Regions from separate parts of the Mus musculus genome. Here all the other regions are linked to region 6. A link is a contact called in public HiChIP or PLAC-seq and promoter capture Hi-C data. All regions are on one chromosome and are shown on one strand. Each heading gives the region's core, a stretch centred on a gene start, on an enhancer-like site or on the middle of the called end of the contact. The rest is flanking DNA. Distances are from core to core; before and after follow the strand shown. Region 1 holds the start of Pcbp1 (poly(rC) binding protein 1). Region 2 holds the start of A430078I02Rik (RIKEN cDNA A430078I02 gene). Region 3 holds the start of Aplf (aprataxin and PNKP like factor). Region 4 holds the start of C87436 (expressed sequence C87436). Region 5 holds the start of Tia1 (cytotoxic granule-associated RNA binding protein 1). Region 6 holds the start of Gfpt1 (glutamine fructose-6-phosphate transaminase 1). Region 7 holds the start of Isy1 (ISY1 splicing factor homolog).

What was found. Promoter capture Hi-C pulls out the DNA fragments that hold promoters and counts their contacts. HiChIP or PLAC-seq counts read pairs in DNA pulled down with a chosen protein or histone mark.
Region 1: a contact with region 6 is called in an H3K27ac HiChIP or PLAC-seq map of microglia, with 7 times the contacts expected there. The contact joins the promoter of Pcbp1 here to the promoter of Gfpt1 in region 6. A contact is called at or near these places in 2 of 39 promoter capture datasets (hippocampal neurons and neutrophils), 3 of 484 Hi-C or Micro-C datasets (CD8 T cells and embryonic stem cells) and 8 of 115 datasets of contacts at active chromatin or transcription factors (astrocytes, effector CD8 T cells, extraembryonic endoderm stem cells and 5 more).
Region 2: a contact with region 6 is called in a promoter capture Hi-C map of pre-B cells, with 2.4 times the contacts expected there. The contact joins the promoter of A430078I02Rik here to the promoter of Gfpt1 in region 6. A contact is called at or near these places in 3 of 39 promoter capture datasets (liver and pre-B cells), 3 of 484 Hi-C or Micro-C datasets (CD4 T cells, cerebral cortex and embryonic stem cells) and 2 of 115 datasets of contacts at active chromatin or transcription factors (extraembryonic endoderm stem cells and stem cell-derived neural progenitor cells).
Region 3: a contact with region 6 is called in an H3K4me3 HiChIP or PLAC-seq map of embryonic forebrain, with 6 times the contacts expected there. The contact joins the promoter of Aplf here to the promoter of Gfpt1 in region 6. A contact is called at or near these places in 5 of 39 promoter capture datasets (the C10 cell line, the HPC-7 cell line, embryonic stem cells and 2 more), 10 of 115 datasets of contacts at active chromatin or transcription factors (the NIH/3T3 cell line, astrocytes, cardiomyocytes and 7 more) and 3 of 9 other capture datasets (embryonic stem cells, liver and macrophages).
Region 4: a contact with region 6 is called in an H3K27ac HiChIP or PLAC-seq map of thymic regulatory T cells, with 7 times the contacts expected there. The contact joins the promoter of C87436 here to the promoter of Gfpt1 in region 6. A contact is called at or near these places in 5 of 39 promoter capture datasets (the HPC-7 cell line, hippocampal neurons, liver and 1 more), 1 of 484 Hi-C or Micro-C datasets (uterus), 7 of 115 datasets of contacts at active chromatin or transcription factors (the NIH/3T3 cell line, astrocytes, cardiomyocytes and 4 more) and 2 of 9 other capture datasets (adipose tissue and pancreatic islet).
Region 5: a contact with region 6 is called in an H3K27ac HiChIP or PLAC-seq map of cardiomyocytes, with 4 times the contacts expected there. The contact joins the promoter of Tia1 here to the promoter of Gfpt1 in region 6. A contact is called at or near these places in 1 of 39 promoter capture datasets (liver), 2 of 484 Hi-C or Micro-C datasets (CD4 T cells and regulatory T cells), 6 of 115 datasets of contacts at active chromatin or transcription factors (astrocytes, cardiomyocytes, effector CD8 T cells and 3 more) and 1 of 9 other capture datasets (liver).
Region 7: a contact with region 6 is called in a promoter capture Hi-C map of second pharyngeal arch cranial neural crest. The contact joins the promoter of Isy1 here to the promoter of Gfpt1 in region 6. A contact is called at or near these places in 12 of 39 promoter capture datasets (the 3T3-L1 cell line, 3T3-L1-derived adipocytes, the C10 cell line and 8 more) and 3 of 115 datasets of contacts at active chromatin or transcription factors (astrocytes, effector CD8 T cells and memory CD8 T cells).

What each region holds. Positions count from the first base shown.
Region 1 is chr6:86,524,668-86,527,544 of GRCm38.p6, forward strand. Pcbp1 (poly(rC) binding protein 1) reads right to left here and starts at 1,522. Exons shown (of 1, transcript NM_011865.4): 1 at 1-1,522. The coding sequence starts at 1,248. The coding sequence ends at 178. It overlaps 1600020E01Rik (RIKEN cDNA 1600020E01 gene), which reads left to right and starts at 2,663. Exons shown (of 5, transcript NR_037960.1): 1 at 2,663-2,766.
Region 2 is chr6:86,479,529-86,482,630 of GRCm38.p6, forward strand. A430078I02Rik (RIKEN cDNA A430078I02 gene) reads right to left here and starts at 1,302. Exons shown (of 3, transcript NR_131126.1): 1 at 1,138-1,302.
Region 3 is chr6:87,670,730-87,673,767 of GRCm38.p6, forward strand. Aplf (aprataxin and PNKP like factor) reads right to left here and starts at 1,432. Exons shown (of 10, transcript NM_001372332.1): 1 at 1,131-1,432. The coding sequence starts at 1,226. It also overlaps E230015B07Rik.
Region 4 is chr6:86,437,102-86,440,093 of GRCm38.p6, forward strand. C87436 (expressed sequence C87436) reads left to right here and starts at 1,573. Exons shown (of 10, transcript NM_001364557.1): 1 at 1,573-1,746.
Region 5 is chr6:86,402,795-86,405,567 of GRCm38.p6, forward strand. It overlaps Tia1 (cytotoxic granule-associated RNA binding protein 1), which reads left to right and starts at 1,425. Exons shown (of 13, transcript NM_011585.4): 1 at 1,425-1,728. The coding sequence starts at 1,703. n-TGccc4 (a tRNA gene) reads left to right here and starts at 1,099; the gene lies at 1,099-1,169.
Region 6 is chr6:87,041,503-87,044,214 of GRCm38.p6, forward strand. It overlaps Gfpt1 (glutamine fructose-6-phosphate transaminase 1), which reads left to right and starts at 1,344. Exons shown (of 19, transcript NM_013528.3): 1 at 1,344-1,503. The coding sequence starts at 1,497.
Region 7 is chr6:87,836,970-87,840,042 of GRCm38.p6, forward strand. It overlaps Isy1 (ISY1 splicing factor homolog), which reads right to left and starts at 1,790. Exons shown (of 11, transcript NM_133934.4): 1 at 1,675-1,790. The coding sequence starts at 1,677.

The DNA.
Region 1 (2,877 bases), core at 272-2,771, 520 kb before region 6:
ATCCCAGCATTAACGGCTGAACAGAGAATGTGATTTTTCTTTAAATTCTTAGCGGATGATAAAGTGTAGAAACTGAACACTTACAAATTATTTAAAACCTGGAATTACCGACCAGAAATTACACAGTTGGATCATGGGAAACAGCAGGAAGGGGGTTACGAGCGAACCTACGCTGTTCTAGCTGCACCCCATCCCCTTCTCAGAGGAAAGCCTGGCATTGATTAGATACTGGGCCAGGCTAATACTGGCAGCCGAGCCAGTAATAGTGACCTGCCTTCCAGAAGAGCCTTCCACCGGGTTGGCAATTTTGATCTGGGCCCCGGACATCTGGCGGATCTCATTGATGTTGGCGCCTTGGCGCCCGATTATGCAGCCGATTAAGTTATTTGGAATGGTGAGTTCATGGGTGGTTTGAGTAGATGCATCCAAACTTGCCCAATAGCCTTTCACCTCTGGAGAGCTGGAGTCAATTCCGGCGAATCCCGTCCCGCCGTGCATCATGGCAAAGTGAGACTGTTGTCTTGCCACCTGGTTCAGCTTGGCCAGATCCAGCGGAGAAATGGTGTGTTGTCCTTGAATCGAGTAGGCGTCTAGAGGTGGTCCCTCCAGGTCGTGGGTGGCGTGGGGGTAGCCCGCCGCGTCGCTGCAGCGATCTTGGCCGCCCGCGCAGATGACTGGCGAGCTGGCCGGCATGGGCTGGTACGGGATGGTCATGACTCTCCCCTGTGGAGACTGGGAGAGCGTCTCCAGCATGACCAGGCAGATCTGCTTCACACACTCGGTGACGGACTGCGGCACGCCGGCGATAGTGATAGCCCGCTCGGTCGAGTTGGGCAGCATATCCCCCGCCACCTGGACCTGGGCCCCGGTGCTCTCGCGGATCTCCTTGATCTTGCAGCCGCCCTTGCCGATCAGGGAGCCACACTGGGTGGCGGGCACGACCAGCCGAAGTGTGACCGGGGGCCTGCTGGCCGCCGTACTGTTGGTCATGGAGCTGTTGATATCTTCCTCCAGCTTGTCGATGATCATGGCGAAGGCCTTAAAGATGGCATTGGTAGGCCCAGTCAGCGTGATGATCCTCTCCGGGCAGTTCCCCTCCGAGATGTTGATCCGCGCGCCGCTCTCCTCGCGGATCCTCTTCACCGACTCCCCTTTCTTCCCGATGATGCTGCCTACTTCCTTTCCGTGCATCAGCAGCCGAATGGTGAGAGTCACGTTGAGTCCGCTTTCAGTCACACCGGCGTCCATGGCGAGCGGCGGGCGGCGTTCGGGAGTTGGGCTCGTTACGTGGTCAAGTCCTGGGCGGCTGGCGGGGGAGGGGAGGAGTAGGCCCGAACTGCCGGCGCGAGGCGAGCGGGGGGCCGCAGGAGCGGGCGGGCGCGGGCGGGAGGCCGCGGCGGCGTCGCAGGACTGGCGGCGGCGGCGACGGGGGCGAGCGGGACCGGGAGCGGTCGACGGGCGGGTGGGCGAGGGCGCGGCGGTGGCGACTCCGGCGGCAGCCTCGGCGGTCTGGGCGGGGCGGGAAGCCCGCTTTCAACCCCGCGTACCCTCTGACCCCGGAAGTGCTTTCCGCGCAGGACCCCTAGGAGAAAAAAAAGAGGACCGGCTTTTTTAGGTCACAAGACTGCGCCAGCGCGCGCGACCCTTGAGAAAAATAACCCGGTGGCACCGCCGTCGGGTTGAAAACGGACAACGTGGGCAAAACTGGGGACCCGGCAGAGATTGAGAGGGAGCACGTGTTTTGTTAACCCTAGCGGCTCCGGCAGGGGACTGGGAAAATATACTGGTTTTGTGCCGGGGACAGATAATTGTTTCCCGGTCCGCCCAAGGATTCGATGGCGGAGCGATACAGGCATCGGCGGAGGCCGCTGCAGGCGGGAGCTAGGCCGCCGCGGGTCGAAAACGTGCGCGGGAGGGGACCAGGGCGCATGCGCGGCAGCGAGGGGGGGCGCGAGCGGCCCGCGTTGGCTTCCGTGGGGGGAGGGGCGGCGAGGCGAGGCGCGGCCCGGCGGCTGTGCACGCGCTCTGCTGGGCACGTGGGGCCCCTTCGTCCCCGGCGTCCGGGCGCCTGGTCCCAGCCCCCACCTTGGCCTCCGTCCGGCGGCTGCGTCCGCGACGCAGAGAGACTCGAGCGAGAGTCACCCGCCCCGGCGAGTGCCGCTCGGGCTAGTGGCGTTAGGAACGGGGGCCGCTGGAATGGCGTCCACTTACATAATGCTTTGTTTGCACTTGGTCGGCTCCGGTTAGGGAAGCCCTCGGAGGCGCTACCTCCTGCCCTCGTGTTTTATGTCCCACGATAGTTCCCGAGACCTTAGAGGAGCGGTGCGCACTGACGGCGTGCCGGCATGGCCCCCCGCATGTCCGCGCTGGCTCGCCCGCCGCCTGGACCACGCTTTCGGGAGGCGGCCAAGCCTGGGCGCCGCCGCCATCTTGGGAGGTCGCCCTGACCGAGGCCTCCCGCCGGGAAATGGCCCTCGAGACGCTGGAGAGCGCCTTGTGCTTTCTTTGCCGGCTCCTCGTGCCGCCGCCATAGTCAGCCTGGAGGAGGTCGTGTGAAGGAACGTGTTGTTTAATACTTGGCCGAAAGGACCAGCGTGGCGTTCCTCACCCCACCGCCACCCCACCCCCGAGCGGGGAGGGCTGGCGGCCATGTTTCCCAACAAAATGGCGACACGTGTCGCCATCGAAAAATTGGGCCGGGTCTGAAAGCTCTAGAATGTGCCTTTCATCAGTCTCAGAATTTCCCATAGGATGAAACAGCAAGAGGTGCTTTTGGAAGAAAGTTAATTCCCTTGGTGGGCAGGAGAATAAATAAAATGCAGGCCTGACACGGGATTTTTAAAAAACTGAGTAATGGCAGGCAGGTGTGTGCCTGTG
Region 2 (3,102 bases), core at 52-2,551, 560 kb before region 6:
TGCTGGAGAGTGACCAGCCTCCAGGGCCTTCTGCTCTTTGTCCTCAGCAATCTAAAGGCACTCAAGGGAAGGAAGGTGCATCCTCTCTGGGGAGGAATGGATTGTTCTAATGTCTGCGATCTGGCCACACTTGGCATCTGTGAAAGCAACTTGCTTTCAGAGCACATGGAGCGCACCTGGCAGAGGTCTCAGATCACATGCATGAGCTGAGGAATTGTAGCTAAAGAAAGCTAAAAGCTGGATGCTATGGCTGTCAGGGTCAGATTAATGAGTTATTGAGGTTGTGTGAATTAGTTTATACTTCAGCTATCTGTGATCTTTGCAATATAAAAGCTAATTCCCCAAAAACACTTAAGAAAGAGCAATAAAGAGAGGCAGAGGCAGGCAAATTTCTGTGAGTTCTAGGCCAGCCCTGTCCACATAGTGCCAGGAGGAATTACATAGTGACATCCTGTCTTAGAAAGAAATGGGGGTTGGGAGGAAAGCAATGATCATAAATTGTATGTTGTCACACACAGTGTGGTGACCTTAAAATGGCTAATACCATGAAAATATCTACAACTTGGTGATGTGATTGGTTTACTGAAAATGTATTTTTTTTTAAGCAAAGTATTCCAGACAATGATAGCCAATTGACAACCCCCTAACAACCCTCACAGATGTCAGGGCAGGAATTTGGTCTCATGTTTCTGCCCCCAACTCCTGGCCTCAGACAGCTGCAGATACATATTCCATGTAGCTCCAGTCTCTGAAATACCAAATGGAAATTTACTGGGGCTCTCAACTAAGCCAGACTCTCACACAAACTGTACTGCCCCATGGGACTCTCCACAGGGCCAGATATTTTATGAGAACGGGCATTCCCAGTTGATTGGGTCAACAAAACGAAACCAAGGAACTGTGTCTTAAAACTAATGTATCCTGTTTAATTGTACACAAGGGACACTCCACTCCAAAGCAAGAGCCAGGCAAATCTCAGGTTTGTAGACTCGGTGAGAATATTGGAGGCTTTTGTGGAGCTTTGTTTTCTTTAGAGAGGGATGACCAGCTGGCAGGGGGCTGGACGCTGCCTTGCAGGAGGAGGGCACCAGCAGAGGAGACAGGAAAACACAGTCAGCAAAACTGCGGAGAGCTTACCAGGGCTCTTGGAGAAGGCACAGAAAGGAGAATCAAGGGCAAGCAGCGGGTTGTTAGACTGTCGACCTCAGAAAGGCAGCCCAGCTCTGGAGTTTCCAAGTCAGGGAAGAAAAGCAGCTGCTCGTGGACCTTCAGGTGTGGGCTGTCCTGAAATGGCCATGCGAAGAGCAGCAAGAGTCTAGAGGCCACTGCTGGCTGCACAGAAGGGGCCGTGGAGCGCTCTCAAAGATGTGTGACTAGGCAAAGCAAGAGCTTGCACTAGCTTTGCTTTTAAACATTTGTATATATTTCCATCTTTGAATCAGTAATTTGTTTACACGACTCAAAATTTAAAAACAACAGCAAACAAATTAGTATATACCTCCCATTGCCCATCCTTTATCTGGGAATGGTTATACAGGGAAAAGTCCCATGTGCATGTTATGCAACTACAGATAGCAAACGTACTGTGTTTCAAAAATAACTCTGAGAAAGATTTTTGTGTATTATTGTTGTTTGTTAAGTCAGGGTCTCAGTAGGTATCTCTAGCCAGCCTGGAGCTCAATCTGCCTGCTTCTGAATGTTGTAATTAAAACAATTGTGTCCAGCAAAGCATGGTGTTGTTAGTGGTGGTTTTTGAGATAGGGTCTCATTATGTAACTCTGGCTGTCCAAGAATTCACTGTGTAATACAGGCTAACCTGGAACTTACTCGCCGAGACTTGCCTGCCTTTTCTCTGCCTCCCTAGTACTGGAATGAAAGGTAGCTGTTAGAGATCATGCCTGCCCAGGGATTTGGTGTTTGTTTGTTTGTTTGTTTGTTTGTTTGTTTGTTTTTAGAAAATCCTTTGCAGCCCAGGCTAACCTTGCATTTGACCTTTTGTAGCCCAGGTTAACCTTGAACTTGACAGGTAGCTGGGGGGTGACCTTGAACTTCCAAGCCTTCTTCCTTTATCACCTAGGTGTTAGAATAGGTTTGGGCCACTCCTGGTTTAAGTGTTGATAGGATAGAATTCCAGTTTTTCTATCAGCCAAGCAATATTCTCTGCTTAGAAGAAAGGAGTCTAATGCCTTAACAGAAAAGGCTGCTTGGGAGATAGATATGCTAGCCCTGATCTGAACCCCACTCTGTGGGGAGGTACCGGGCTCTCAGCAGAACCTGAGTTTATTGACTTGGCCAACAAACTGCAGGATTGGCTTGTCTTTTCCTCACCAGCAATGGCCTACAGGTTACAGACACACAGCACCCTGCACCCCGCAGTGTTAACATGGTCCCTAGGGTCACAGCTGGGGGCCTCATGCCCTGGAGTAGGCACTTGACCAACAGCCATCTCTGACTTTTTAAAAAAAAGATCTCCTCCTATATATAGCCTTGACTGACCTGAAACTGACTTTGGAGACCAGTTAGACTTTGAACTATTGACTGCCTTCCTCTGTCTCATAACTGATGAGATTGTAGGTATGCACCTCCAAGCCGTATGTGTACGTGTGTGTACGTGTGTGTACGTGTGTGTGTGTGTGTGTGTGTGTGTGTGTGTGTGTGTGTGTGTGTGTGTTAGAAGCTTACTATCCCTTGTTTCTCTGGATTTATAGGGAGGAGTCCTCTAGCCCAGACTCCTAAGTACTAGGGTAATATTCTTGAACCATATGCCTAATTAATATGCACAACTTAACATTTTTTTTTTAGATTTATTTATTTATTATATGTAAGTACACTGTAGCTGTCTTCAGACACTCCAGAAGAGGGAGTCAGATCTCGTTATGGATGGTTGTGAGCCACTATGTGGTTGCTGGGATTTGAACTCCGGACCTTTGGAAGAGCAGTCGGGTGCTCTTAGCCACTGAGCCATCTCACCAGCCCAACTTAACATTTTCTATTTTATTCATTATTTTGTGAGTTTGGGGGTGGGATAGTGTATGTGAACAAGTGAGCTCCAGCCATGGCATGTGTGCCGATATCAGAGGACAACTCTCAGGAGTTGGTTCT
Region 3 (3,038 bases), core at 182-2,681, 630 kb after region 6:
GGAAAAACAAAGAGAAAAGAAACCAAGAAACAGGGCAGTAAGAACACAGAAAATACCACTCAGGTGGAAAATAATGGCAGAGATTTTTAAAAACAATTTTTTGTGAATTTTTAAAATTTTATTTTTTACTATATATGTATACCTGTATGTTAGGATATGCATGTGTGTACATTGCCCAGAGAGGCAGAATTACAAGCATTTGTGAATTGCCTGACATAAGTGCTGGGAAGCCAGTCCTCTGTAATAAATTCCAGGCTCTTAATGGCTAGCCCATCTCTCCCTTGTGATATTTCAACTCGACCGCCAGGTTCTCTAGAGTGGCCTTTGTAAATGATAGGTCTTGTGGCAATGCTAAATGGTTTAATACCACCAAATATAATTTCATAGTGCAAACTGCAAACGGTTTGGTTCCTACTCCTCCCAAAGAGGGTAAAGAATATATAGCATAGTGGCCATTTGTACATGTATCACCTTTAAATGACCAGTTTATACTCCAACTTTCTCATTTGAACAAGGCTAATAAAAAGCACCTAACTCAAAAAGTTTTGGAAGTAGTAAATTAAAGTCATCTCTTTAGAACAATGACTGGTTCACTACCCAGACAACTTAAAGACAGCTACTGATACTACCAAAAGGGATACTGCTATTATTGGTAAGGCCCACCAGCCCAGCAGAGAAGGCAAGGAGATAAAAGAAGTTAGCTTAAGGGAGGTGATTAACCTTCCCTGTTATGGCTCATACAGTACCGTAAATATTGTAAGCTTTGTAGGTCAACATGCAACACATTAACCTTTAGAGTACTATACGTCTTTAAATACTAGCAGCGGTTTTGTTTAGTTGGTCTGTTTACATTTTACATCTTACAACCCGAACTTAGCTCAACTTGGATTTGGCCCTCGTTTGCCAGCTGGATAGGCTAATGATGTTAACTCGGTCCATACTCGAACCATACAGGCACCAAAAAGAAATGTCTGGGACTTGACTAACGTTGTTTGAAAACCTACTGCCCCAAACCTATAAAATCTTGACAAGCAGAGCCAAGACGCGGAGTTCCCAAGCTCAGGAGACAAGAGACAGCCTCGGCTGAGCAAGCTCTGGCTGCCCACGCCCACACTACCTCCCACACTTACTCCCAGCAGCGGCCCGCGGCCTATCACAGTCTGCCCCGGCCCCACGGGCACGCGGGGACCGCCGTCCAGAGGCTGCAGAAAGAAGTCCGAAGGCATGGCGGTAAGAGAAGGTTCCTTCGCCAGGAGATACCTCGTAGCCACCTCCCTCAGGCACGCTGGGCATGGCCCGAAGGGGTGTGAAACCCGAGGCTCCTTTCCTGGTGAGTGTGCTTCTTCCCTTTCCGGAATCCCCACTCCTTGAGAGCCTGTGATTCGTGCAGGGAATACCTGTCAACAGACCGCCAAACTACAGCTTAAAAACTGGAACGCACACCCACAATCTTCCAGCACTTCCTCTCACAGGACTCATGGAACGCTGGGTCTTGTAGTTCCTGACACCTCCCTTCGGCTCCTTTCCGGAGTACAGACTGCATGGAAAAACTACCAATCCCAGAAGGCAATACGCGCATCTCTGCGCCTAGGTTGATTCGTGCTTGGGCAGGGGTGGGGCTAGAGTAGTGCTGACGTCAAGGCCTTAGGAGAGGGTTGGCCTGAGTTTTTAAATGAACCACAGTGCTGGCCCGTGGCCCTGTGACTTCAACAGGGGGATGTTCTTTTCCCAATGGAGTATGATGTGTGTATCTGCTTCTTCCCCTTCTCTTCCATAAGGAGACAGCTTCGGCTAGAATAAGGCCTCCGTGGCAGGACTGTCTTCCCTACTCCAAGAAGTATGTCTGGACTTAGATTTTTAGGGTTCAGCCTCAAGAGGGTCATTAACTTTCCTGTGCAGGCGCCCCATACTCATTTGGGGATGGATCTGCAGCCAGTGGAGCTTCTATTTTCAAAGGCCTGGCTCAGACACTTGGCCCACGGGGCCGGAGAATCTTCCTTCTCTATAAAAGAGGCATATTCTCTGGCTGGGATCTGTAGCAGGCCTGTCTTTCTCTTTGGTGGAGGCCTGGACTGGGGGAAGCAAACCTAGGGTCCGAGGGTGGGGGGCAAACCTACAGGGACGGGATGGAGGGGAAAGGTGGTCTTTTCTATGGAGAAGCCAGTTGCTAAGCTCAGGGCTCCCAGCTAGAGGGAACTTTCTCTTTGGAGGAAGCCTGGCCCAGAGTTTGGCACTGCTCTCTTAAGATCTTTTCCTTTCTTGTGGCTGAGGACAGCCTCAGCTAGGCCTGTGTCTGGAGGGCTTTCTCTTCCATATTAAAGCCTGTACTACAGGACTCTGCAGAAGGTCATGGAGTTGGAGTCTTATCCCCTAATGCCTCCAGGAGGCACAAGGTCTTCTCTTCCCCAAGAGGCCACCTTGTCACAAGCCTAGGGGAAATGGAGTTATTCTAAAGAGTCACTGTGACCCTCATTTTGGCTCTCAGAACAGTGGGCCTTAAGAGACTGGAATTTTCCTTAGTAATCTCATGCTGGATTAAAAAGTCAAAAGGCAGACCCATCAAGACGAGAGACTTTCCCCCGGAGAGATTTCACAGTCCCGTCAATTTGTCAGAATGCCTTGCTGAAGCACTAGAACCTCAGCAGTAATGGGCAGGGCCACACCTTGCAACTGGAGATGGCTCAGATATTCAAATGCTGGCCCCCTACTTAAACCTTAGCCTTACTTTAGGAGGCTGAAGATGAACTTGGGGACCTTGGAGCTCTTTGTCCCTCTTCCTAATCAAAACTCCAATGAAATCTATACAGAACCAGAAAACCAAAATTAACTTGGGGGGCAGAAGGGAAGTCAGGCCAAGAACTCCAGGCAGGAACATGGAGGCAGGAACCGATGCAGAGGCTGTGAAAGATGTTGCTTTCTGGCTTATTCCTCAAGGCTTGCTAAATCTGCTTTCTTATGCAACCAATGACCAGTTGCCCAGGGGTGACGCCAATCCCACAGCAATCAGTAATCAAGAAAGTAGCCCGAAGACCTGCCTA
Region 4 (2,992 bases), core at 323-2,822, 600 kb before region 6:
TTTTTTGTTGTTGTTGTTTTTTGTTTTTATTCGAGACAGGGTTTCTCTGTATAGTCCTGGCTGTCCTGGAACTCACTTTGTAGACCAGGCTGGCCTTGAACTCAGAAATCCGCCTGCCTCTGCCTCCCAAGTGCTGTGATTAAAGGCGTGTGCCACCACGGCCCGGCTTTTTGTTTTGTTTTGTTTGTTTTTATCTGCTTTTTTTGTTTTGTTTTGTTTTTTGTTTTTTTTTAAATGTCAGTTGAAAATTGCAGCCTGGGAGAGCTTGGTGTGAGGACACCCAAGTTGGCTGGTTCTGAAGACAGGGAGGTGAGGATCACAAGGTCTTTCATGAACCACTGCACACTTAATGAGAAAGGAGAGAAACAGCATCCAGAAAGATGTTGTCTGCATGTCTCTCTATTGGAGGGCTTGACATTGAACTATAGAACAAAGGAGAAACACTTCCCAATGCCAGGCAAAGAAATGAGGGTTGATGCTCTCTGGTCACCACTTGAGGCAGTTGCTAGGAACTAACTAGCCATGTGATCCAGGTATAAATATGAATGCTTTTGAACTTAACAGCAAATAAAAATTGTGGCGAGAGGAAACATCTCTTTTTTTAGTTCCTTCAGTTTCTGAAACAATATTAGAAAAATCTGATCCCAGAAAAGGGCCACTGTAACGGAGAAAAGTAAAATTTGGCTAGAGCAAAGCAATTGTGCCTACAGCGCACCACCAGTAGGTGTCCAAGCTATGGGAACACACCGGCCTCACCTAAGGCACCATAGCTTTCCGAGTGTTTCTGAAGTGCGGTGGTGGCACATGTCTTTAATCCCAACACATTGGAGGGAAGAGGCCCGCGGATCTATGTTCGAGACCAGCCTGATCTACAGAAAGAGTTCCAGGAAACACAATATTGGTGCCGGGGATTTACGATTCTGAAGAACAAATATACATAAAGTCTATTTCGGCTCTTTCCAAGGGGGGAGTCGTTCAATAATGTGTAAGAGCGAAGCGAGAGAAAACCATACAAGCTCAGGCGAGCTCTGCTTCCGATTCCAGTAAAACTGTTTTCAGCACAGAATTGTTCAGGTTCGATGTACTAGGGACCACCGGGAAGCCCTTGCTGGTGTGTTCTGTACGTTTAGGTAAAGCCACAAAGTGTCAGCACCCTGAGCCTTCTCTGTAGTTTTCCAAAAGAGAGCACTCCCCTGAAATACTACAAATCCCATGGTGCCACTTCAGCGGAGGTGAGCGGGCCCTTGGCGCACGTGGGCTGATCTGACCAATAACGACCGTCGTTACAAGCAAACAGTTTGGACGTGTTTGTAAAAGTCCGTTTGTAAAAGGAGAAGAGACGCGGCGAGGGTCGTCACCAACGAGATTCCTAGAGTTGCGAGGCAGGTAAGGGGGCAAAGTGGGAGAGGCCAAGCACCGGCGGAGCACGGCTTAGGGTGGGAACAGAGGCGGAAAAAGTGTTCGGGGAACTGCGTGTCGGACTGCTGACATTTTTGCTGGGCCCTCAGTTTGACGCCGCCGGAAGTGGGCGTTTTGCGCAGGATGCCGGGAAGCGGGTCGCATGGGAAGTGCGTTTTCCAGCCGGCCGTTCCCGGAAGCTGAGCTTAGGCGCGCTCCCCTAAACAACACCGAGGAATTGTGGCCCGGACTCTGTTATTTGACAGTGACCGGGCTGATTCTACAATCAGTAAAGGTCTGCGAGCTGTGACGTCTCGATCCAACCAGACAGTTTTATTCCTAAAATGGGTAAATAGCGCCTCCACAGGATCCCTTGTGTGAATGCATGCACTCGAATACTTCTTTCTTACTTGGGGCGGTGTTCACGTGCCCAAAACAGCGTCCCCACACCGACCAGCTCAGCGGCCGCATGGGACAGGGGGCAGCCTACCGCGCCTCGGGTTCCCTCAGCCAGCGCCAGGCGCTGCTCACCCTCTTGCTGAGAAGAGACAATCATCGGGAGACCCTTCAGGTTTCCAGCGGAGCTCCTTCACAAGTCGCGTTCCTTGTGTATCCTTTTTTAAGACAGAGTCTGCAAGCCGGGCGTGGTGGCGCAGCCTGTCATCCCAGCACTCGGGAGGCGAAGGCAAGAAGATCTCAAATTCCAGGACAGCTAGGCTACATAACAGACCTTGTCTCAAAAAGAAAAGAACAAACTGGGTATGGTGACGAGCTCCTTTAATACCAGAACTCTACAGGCAGAGACTGGCGAGTCTCTGAGTTCGAGGCTTCCCCGGTCCATCCCAGGACAGCCAGAGCGATACAAAGAAATCCTGCCCCCTACCTCCCGCCCCACCACACCCCAAAAAAGGAAAATAAGAAAAAAACTCTGTAATAATTCGTAGTGATACATGTTTTCAAATTCGAATAGTAAAAAAAATGAGATTAAACCTCCATTTCTCGGGTCTCAAATTACTGCTGAGGAAATAGACAACTATGCTGTGTCCTTAAAGTCTTTTCTAAAAAAAGATTTTTGTGTATGCATGTGTGTATATCCAGTGTGTCAAAGGAGTTGGACTTCCCAGAATTAAGAGTTTTAGGCAGATGAGCCCTGATGTTACTGCTTGGAACCAAACTTGGGCCCTCTAAAAGAGCAATACACACTTTTAACCACTAGCCATCTCTGCAGCCCCATTTTCCCCTTTCCTTTCCTTTCAAAACCAAGCATAGCATACACAAAGCACTAAGCTTTGTTACTGGTATACAGATCTCAACTGTTTTTAATGGCTTTACAGTCGCATCTTACTCAGCACACTGTACTTAGTTCTTTAATGGAAGTCCTTTTCCTATTCTGCAGGTACAAAATCTCATAGAGGGATATCTGTGATTTGGATGCCAGCCTGGTCCACATATTGAGTACAGCCAGGTGTACATAGTAAGACCCTATCTTCAAAAAAGAGGTGGGAGCTGGAAAGACCACCCAGTAGTTAAGAATACATACTGCTCTTGCAGAGGATCTGAGTTGAGTCCCCGGCACCCATGTCTAGTAGCTCAC
Region 5 (2,773 bases), core at 175-2,674, 640 kb before region 6:
CGCTTGCTTCTAAATAGCATTGGTTGGCTTTGAACTCCTGAACTTCCTACCTACTTCTGCGTTCTGAAGTGTGGACAATATTTGTTTTCTGTCTATAATATAGACTCTATATAATCTGAAAATATGACGTACTCTAGAGATAATTATAGAAGTAGAACTCCCAAATGTGGGGTGGTGGTGGCTCATGCTTTTAATCCCAGCATTAGGGAGGCAGAGGCAAGAGGATCTTTTGAGTTTGAAGCTAGTTTAGTCTACAGAGCTAATTCCAGGACAGCCAGTTCTGCACAGAGACCCCCTGTCTTGAAAAACAGAAAAGTTGAAAGAAAAGAAGGAAGGAAAGGAGGGAGGAAGAAGGAAAGAGAGAGGGAATCCCAAATATGGCAGAGTACGCAATTGGTTCTCAACCTGTGGGTCGCGACCCCTTTACCACCCCTCTATCGCTGAAAGTATTTACATTACAATTCATATCAGTAACAAAATTACAGTTATGAAGTAGCAACAAAAGTACTGTTATGGTTGGGGTCACTACAATGCCAGGAACTGTATTAAAAGGTCGCAACATTAGGAATCTTGAGGACCACTGATGTAAAAGAACGACATTGGATACAAAAACTTTCACGTCTTTAATAAATGCTTTACATAATATGTATAGTGTAATAAGAAAGGATAAAAAAAAGTACCGGAACCACATTCCAGAGCCATAACTCTGAACCCTAAGCAAGGGCTGACTGTTGAGATTCTTCTCACCAATTTGCAACAGTAACTCTGTTATTACCAGCTTTTCGATTACATTGGGTATACAAAAGAAATCCAGACATAAATATGATTCCTGCTCGCAAAGTATTGCTTATTGTCAAGTAGACCTTATTTTCTTACCACAACTCTTACTTCTAAATAATAAGCAAAAATGAAAGTCGAGATTTTTCTCAAACAGCCACTCAACAGCATTGGTATGAGAAAGAATGAATCGTTTCATAAAGCAACGGAAAAAGTGCAAGTATCAATTCGTTCTAATTTTCATTTACATAAATCAAGAATCCAATAGGCAGAGATACTAACGTATCTCCTATGAGTTTTCGGACGCCCAAATCCTCAACAGCGCCGCTGGTGTAGTGGTATCATGCAAGATTCCCATTCTTGCGACCCGGGTTCGATTCCCGGGCGGCGCATGTCTTTTCTCTCTTTAAATAGTGTGCAAAAAGAAAATTTTCCTGCTAGAAAAACACCTGCTATTTTATTTCTTTAACCTCCCCAAGGATTTTTAATTTCACTATATAATTCACAAATGAAACACTCCGCTCTGAAACTACAGAAATCCTAAACTACTGGCATTGCGTCTGCGCACTCTGAGCCATCCCTTGCCTGGTGGCAGCGCGGCTGCGCACCAAGTGAACCCCGTCCTTGAAGCCTAAACCCGGCTGCCAGGAGGGTGAGCATGCTAGCTGGCTGTGCGCATGCGCGGCACGGGTCACTCGGCTGCCGGCTCCTAGGCGTCCGGCTCGCCGCCATCTTGGATCGGGGTTTCATTGTTCGCGGTAGGCCGGGCCTTTTTTTGTGTAATCGCTGCCAAAGAAGAAAGCGAAGTAGCCTCCGGTCAAGCGAGGAGGCCGGCTCTTCCGCAGCCATAGCCCGCCTCAAGGATTTGGGAGGTAGCGAAGGGCAGGGAGCTGGACCCTGAGGTGCCGCCGCGACCGCAGCAGCCATGGAGGACGAGATGCCCAAGACTCTGTGAGTCTGGAGCAGCGTTGAGGGAGGCGGGATGGTGGTCGCCCCGTAGGGAGGCCGCGGCCCTGCGCCTCTCTGCAGCCTATTGTTCTCCGTGGACGCCGCGCTGTGGTGGTTCCTCCCTCCCGTGCGCACGCCAGGATGCTTAGAGCCGAGCCGGGCCGAGAGGACGATGGCGGGAGAGGGGCTCGGCCCCTGTCACCCCTCGGCTGGCTGCACCCGCGGCCCCCAGACCTGGAGGAAGGACTTTTCATTCAAAGCTCTCCTCAGGACTCGGCACGTCCTCCTGGAGTCCCATGCTTGCGTCCTTTTTTTCCCCGCCCCCTCTTTTCGATGAATCTTTTCCAGATTTCCATCTGGAACGTCCTTTCTCTTTTCTTTTGGTAGGATTTTTTTCATTTTTAATTCTTGAAGGCTGAGGTTAAAAACTTTATACTTGCAGTTGAGAACTGGAAAGAAAAAAAAAAAAAAAGCCAGACATCTTTCTCGAAGGTCTTCGGCTTTCCCTCTGTAGTACTCCCCTGACCCTCGACCAAAAAACCTAACTGGACACCCAAGGATGTTGAAACCGTTCTTAAAAAATGGAAATCTCACTCGGAGGGATGCATCTACCGAGGGAAAGTGGGTTTCATTAAAACATATTTACCACCATTTGCGACTAGTGGTTGACATTTTTATTAATGGAGTAACTGTGGTCAGTCAGGTGTAAGCATCTTTAGTGAATATTTTGTAACTCGAGTCTAGGATATTGTCTTTGTCATGTAACTTCCCCTTGCATTCTTTGTTTTTCAACGCACGGGTTGAGGCGGTTGTGCCTTTGTTGGGTTTCACAGGGCAAAAAAGAAAAGCTCAAGAAATTGTGGGTTTTGGTTGTTGTTTTTTTCTCCCGGTATATTTGAAGATTGCAACTTGATGTATCGTGCATATAGTTCATATAAATGAAGTAGGATGAACATGTATCATGTTACGGGCCTTAACTCTGCACCTAGTTCCTGCCATAGCTTTTTATTTCTAGAATCCTGGTACTTTTAGAGCTATGTACATTTAG
Region 6 (2,712 bases), core at 94-2,593:
CTTGATTACTTTTTCTAGCCTCTATTTGAGATAGGCGATAAAAAAACTGAAAAGCCTTTGCTTCCTTGCACATACAAAGAGCTTAGGACAAGCCTATAAGGCTTTTATCACTCTTTCCAGCCACCAGAACAGTTTTAATTTGCCACGTATTGCTCTGGTCTATGACTAGGCAAGTGTTGGTTATTAAAAAAAAAAAAAGCCAACCAAACAAACAAACAAAAAAATCTCACTCTATCATAAAGGAACTTAACAGTTTAGTGGGGAGAGGAAAAAAACCACCTTTAATACAGAAGTCTGTTATAGCCGGGCGTGGTGGCGCACGCCTTTAATCCCAGCACTCGGGAGGCAGAGGCAGGCGGATTTCTGAGTTCGAGGCCAGCCTGGTCTACAGAGTGAGTTCCAGGACAGCCAGGGCTACACAGAGAAACCCTGTCTCAAAACAAACAAACAAACAAAAAACAAAACAAAAAACAAAAAACCAAAGAAGTCTGTTATTGTATGAGACAGATCAAAGGATGAGATGTTAAAACCATCTTGGGGAGACCTAAAGATGTCACACTTAAAAGTGGCAAGGATGTGATGTGGGACTCTGTAGAATAACCCTGGCGTGCAGTTTTGAATGCTGGAGCAGTAGGAAGGGGATTCTGGCTGAGAGTGCTTCTGTGGGCCCTACTCATTCATTTCCGTTAGAGCTATCAAGTGCGGGCTGATAACCAGCTACTTTTGCTCCAAGGTATTATTTAAACCTTCTGAAAGGGAACGCCCCGCTAACTCCTCTTTTCTCAACGGAGAGTTCATTCGCGACAAGAGCGATCCCGAGTACAACGTGCCCACAGCTTCCCTGAGCGCAGGCGCAGTGCTGGGACTACTGACTAGTGGTACCTTAGGCAGAGAACAGTGAGGAAGGCAGGGAGTGGGGCGCTGAGCACCTTGCCTACAGCTCAGGTCGTCACCGGAATGGCTGCCCGAGGGCGTCCTGCAGGCTCCCGCACCTCTGCGCCAGCAGCGCAGTTCCGGCCACCGTGGCTCTGCACACTGACACGTCTGTCCCAGGCTCTCCCTCCTGCCCTACAGCTTTTCTCTCTGTCTCCCTCCTTCCCGTTCCCCTTGAAACACACAAACTGCTGTGTAAACATTCCCTTCCTCCTCCTCCTCCGAGGCTCGGCTCGCCCTCAGCGGGCGGCTCCAGGAACCTAAAGCGGATGCTGGTCGAGCCCCTGCCACGTCGCTACCCGCAGCTCTGCGTCTGCGCGCTGGGCGGGCGATGCCTGCGCGTGAGCGGCGCGGGCGCGGCCCAATGGGAGAGCCGCGGCGGCGCGCGTGGCCGGGGGGGGCGGGGCGGCAGTTGAGAGCGAAGCGAGCGCTGAGTCGGACTGTCGGGTCTGAGCTGTCGCATCCCAGAGTCCTCTCATTGCCACCACCCCGGCCCGAGCTCACCCTCGCTTCTGAAGCTCTCCGCGCGCCCGACAGCTCAGCCCTCGCCCGTGACCAACATCATGTGCGGTAAGGGCAGCGATGGGGGTGTGTGGTGGCCGCAGGGCCCGCGCAGTGAAGCCAGAGGTGGACAGCGCGTGTCAACAGAGCGGCCTTGGGGCTGGGGTCCTGAAGAGAAGGGGGGCTTGTGGAGCGGGCATCCCGAGGAGATTGAGGGTCCTGAGGGGAGCCGGGATCTGGAAGGAGAAGGGTCTCTGGGGAGAAAGGCTGCTGTCCGTGAGGCAGGGACTCTAAGATGGGGATTCCGGTGTTGAAGGGGCGGCCGGAGCTAGTGTGCTTAAGAGGGACCGGCAGAGGAGATTGTGGGGGCCCTAGGAGTCAGAGGCTACTTAAAGGGGCTAGAGGATTGGGGGTGGGGTGGGCCAGGGAGGGTATCAGAGCGTTCAAGGGGCACCTTTGCATAGAGCTCAGAGGATAGATGAATACCTACCTTAGAAGAGCTGTGAGGCTCAAAGTGAGACCAAGTATGGAGGGATGCCTAGGGGAAGGTCCACCAGGTGAGTGAGGCGACCTGTGAACATGCTGTGTGGTACTGGGGGTTAAACTCATAAAGGCAGCTTGTCAAGTGAGTGAGTACTCTTTCCCTTAGCCACACCCCCCAAATCCCCTTTTTCTGTCTCTTTGTAACTGGGTCCCACTTGGTAGCCCAGGTTGGCCTGTAATTCACATTGCCCTGTCTCAGCCTTCCAAGTGTTGTGATTATAAGTATGAATGACCACTCCTGGCTGGTAGCATTTCTTGAATTTACTTATCTTGCAGTCTTAAAAATACTTAATTCTAGTCACTTTATTTTAGGCAGGCCTGCGAGAACTCAAGCCAACGCACTGACAGTGATACCCCACATGACTTCTGCCACTCTTAAGTCTCTCAACAGGAACCATTACTAAATCAATAACTTGATGAAATGGGCTCAGAGCTGATCTTGTTGGAAGAGAGAGTAGTAGTCCTGGCTAAAGATCCCACATCATGCATGTACACCTGTTTAACATATGTCTTTACTACAACCATTAAAAAAAACAGGCTCTTTTATTCCATATTTTAAGGCTTCTTATTTAGCTGGGCGGTGGTGGTACAACGCCTTTAATCCTAGCCCTCAGGAGACAGAGGCAGGTGGAAATCAGTGATTTTGAGTACAACCTGGTTCCAAGACAGCTGGAGCACAGTTACACAGAGAAACTCTGTCTTACCCCTCACCCCCGCCCCCCATTATCAAAAAGT
Region 7 (3,073 bases), core at 540-3,039, 800 kb after region 6:
TGACCCCTCTCTCACTCCTGATACGATAACGTATGCACCACCATACACCACTCTAACCAGAAAACAGCCTAGTTGTCTGTCTGCTGCCAGTGGCTATCAGAGGAGAGCATCAAGACTGGCTTTTGCAAAGTGATGTTCATTTAAGTGCTGCCGCAGCAGTGTTAAGTCAATGGTCCCTAAATGTTACACAGGATCAGGAAGAGAACAGTTTTTTTCAGTTGGATTGTGAACTACACAGAAAGCGCACCTGCTGAATTTGGAACTAGAGATTTTGCTCCTAGCTCTTCCTCTCACCATCACTGAGACGTGGTCTCACCAAAATCTAAGTTTCCCTTCACAGCACATATTGTAGCTTTTATCTTGCAACGTTATGATGACTTACTCAGATAAACGCATGAAGTCAAGCAGAAACAGACACACAGTCTAGAGAGTCAGCAAGATGAGTTTAATTTAACTTGCCCTTCAGATTGCCCCTTCCAATCAACTCTGAAAGGAACCTGGCCAGTGGAAGGTGGATATATGAACATGACATCAATACAGGACACACCCTCCTTCAGAAGTAGCTGTTCAAGACCACTGTTTCCTCTCCTTTTTAGGTTTCTGTTCTCAACAGTCTGTAGTGTCCAAAACATCCTCTGTAAGCATTCCATGGCTTCCTTAAATGTTTATGCATCTGTTTTATTTAACAGGAGTATGTATCTGTTTGCCCCTATGTATGTGTAAATACCACCCCGCCCAAAGTGTATTAATGTTTTTTTTCTACTTAGTATTATAAAGCACAGACTGACAAGAAGGCCTATATATTTGAATGTGTCCATATTTTGCACGTGGTTATGCATATACTTACACCTGATCCTTAAACATAATTTGGTATATGCATATAGATAAATATCTACCAAAATGGGCTGGTTTTGTAGATAAGACTATACAGATTTCAAAGACATCAATAAATCTCAGAAGTATGAAAGCCACTCCGTATACTTTTAAGGGGATTTTTACCTTTAATTTTTTAATATTTTTTGTATGTGTATGAGTGCTTTGCATGTATGCATGTAAGTGCACCACATGAGTGTCTAGTGTCACTTAACAAGTGGGTGTTGGATCCCCTAAAACTAGAGTTTTGGATGATTGTAAGCAACCATGTGGGTGCTGGGAACCAAAGTGAAGTGGTTTTTGATCACTGGGCCATCTCTCGAGGTCCACGGACACTTTACTTTGAAATTACTACAGTAACTGCGCCTCTTTGAACCAACACTGTGTCTGATCTCATACTTCCATATTAAACGCTTCTTGAGTGAATGAAACCGAGAATCACAACCTCTCAACAGATCAGCCCATCCTATTCATTCACTCACGGTTATGTCACACACGTCTAGAGAATGTCAGATTCTGTCCTCGGTTTCAGGCAAGCAAAGGCGTGGAGACCCTGCCCTTTAAAAGGTCCTATCCGTGGAACCTGAGAACGCCCGGGCCGTTCAGTCTCTACGCATAATGTGCTTCACCCAGACTGAACCACCAAGACGCAATACAGCTCCCAAACTCAGTTTTCTTGCCATTTCTTACAGCTACGCCAGGTGGGAAAAGAATCCCGGCATAGGCCAGGGAGCCCGAGGCCGCACACTGGCCCAGACCTCGGGTCCCCCGTGAGCCCCATCCCTTCCCCAACGCACTCACCATGGTGCCGGCGAGGGCGCCCTGGCGCCGCTCTGCAACGCAACGTGCTCAGGCGCCCGGAACAAGGCAGGCAGACGCGGGAACGGAAAACAGCGGACAGTCTGGTCTTTTTGTCGGAAGACTAAATGGAAAGGACCGGAAATTAAGGACCGGAAGCGAGGGAGGGAGGACGAGGGAGGGGAGAGAATTGCAGTGGAGCTTCGGTAGGCGGCTTCCCGCCGACGCGTGTCCAGTGCGTCATCCCGCGCCTAAGTCAGCAAGACTACGCTTGCGCGGCAGGAATGTGTGCGTCATTTGTCGTTTGGTTTCGTTCTGCTGGTAACTGCGGTCAAAGATTCGCCTGCCTCTGCCCTTCCTGAGTCTTCTATGACAGCAGATGACCTTTTTGAAAATGACTGCACCTCTCTGAATGCACTGAGTGTTCATAGCCCCTAGGGACCCTGCGTGGAGTTCTGTCACCTGCCTGGACCCGCCAGGCGCAGGCACTGGGGCAAACCATAGCCATTGGGGCGAACCTGTCTTCCTGGGAGGCTTCTTCACCGCTGCCTGCCATTTACCTGGAGCTGAACAGTGACTGAGACTATGATCGTCCTCCTTTTAAGAAACGTGTATAATTATCATTATTCTTTATTAAAGGTGGCTGTTTCCATGAAACTGACAGATGTGATCGTGAAAGAAACATTTAAGCCAAGGAATCAGCTCTCTCTCCACACATTCCCAGAAGGCAGAGACCACATCTTTTAAAATACAGAGATGCGGTGGTGGCGAACGCCTTTAATCCTAGCACTCAGGAGGCAGTGGCAGGCGGATTTCTGAGTTCGAGGCCAGCCTGGTCTACAAAGTGAGTTCCAGGACAGCCAGGGCTACACAGAGAAACCCTGTCTCGAAAAAACAAATTAATTAATTAATTAAAATAAAATACAGAGATAAGGCCAGGCTTGTTGGCTAATGCCTTCAATCCCAGCATTTTGATGGCAAAAGAGGCCAGTTTCTGTGAACTGGTGGACACCCTGGTCTTCATAGAGAGGAAATCCAGGCGAGCCGGGGGTGCATAGTGAGAACTTGCCTCAAAAACTAAAGAAAAAGGCAGCTTGGATCCCAAGACTCAGAAGGCAGGCATATCTTTGAAGTTTGAAGCTAGTCTACAAAGTTAAGTTCCAGGATAGCCACACGAAACGACTCGAAAAACAAAAACGTAATGAGAAGAAAATGAAATACGGAGTAAGGTCCAGAGAAGAAAAAGCTACCTGGAGCAAGTGGGAAGTTAGAGACTACGTGAGTCACTTAGCAGAGATGGATTCTGGAAATGGTGGTGGGCTCTCCCACTGAGTCAACACTAAGGAGAGTACCCTGTCATAGTCCATGCAAGAATGTTACCACCGTGCATATAAGACCAAAT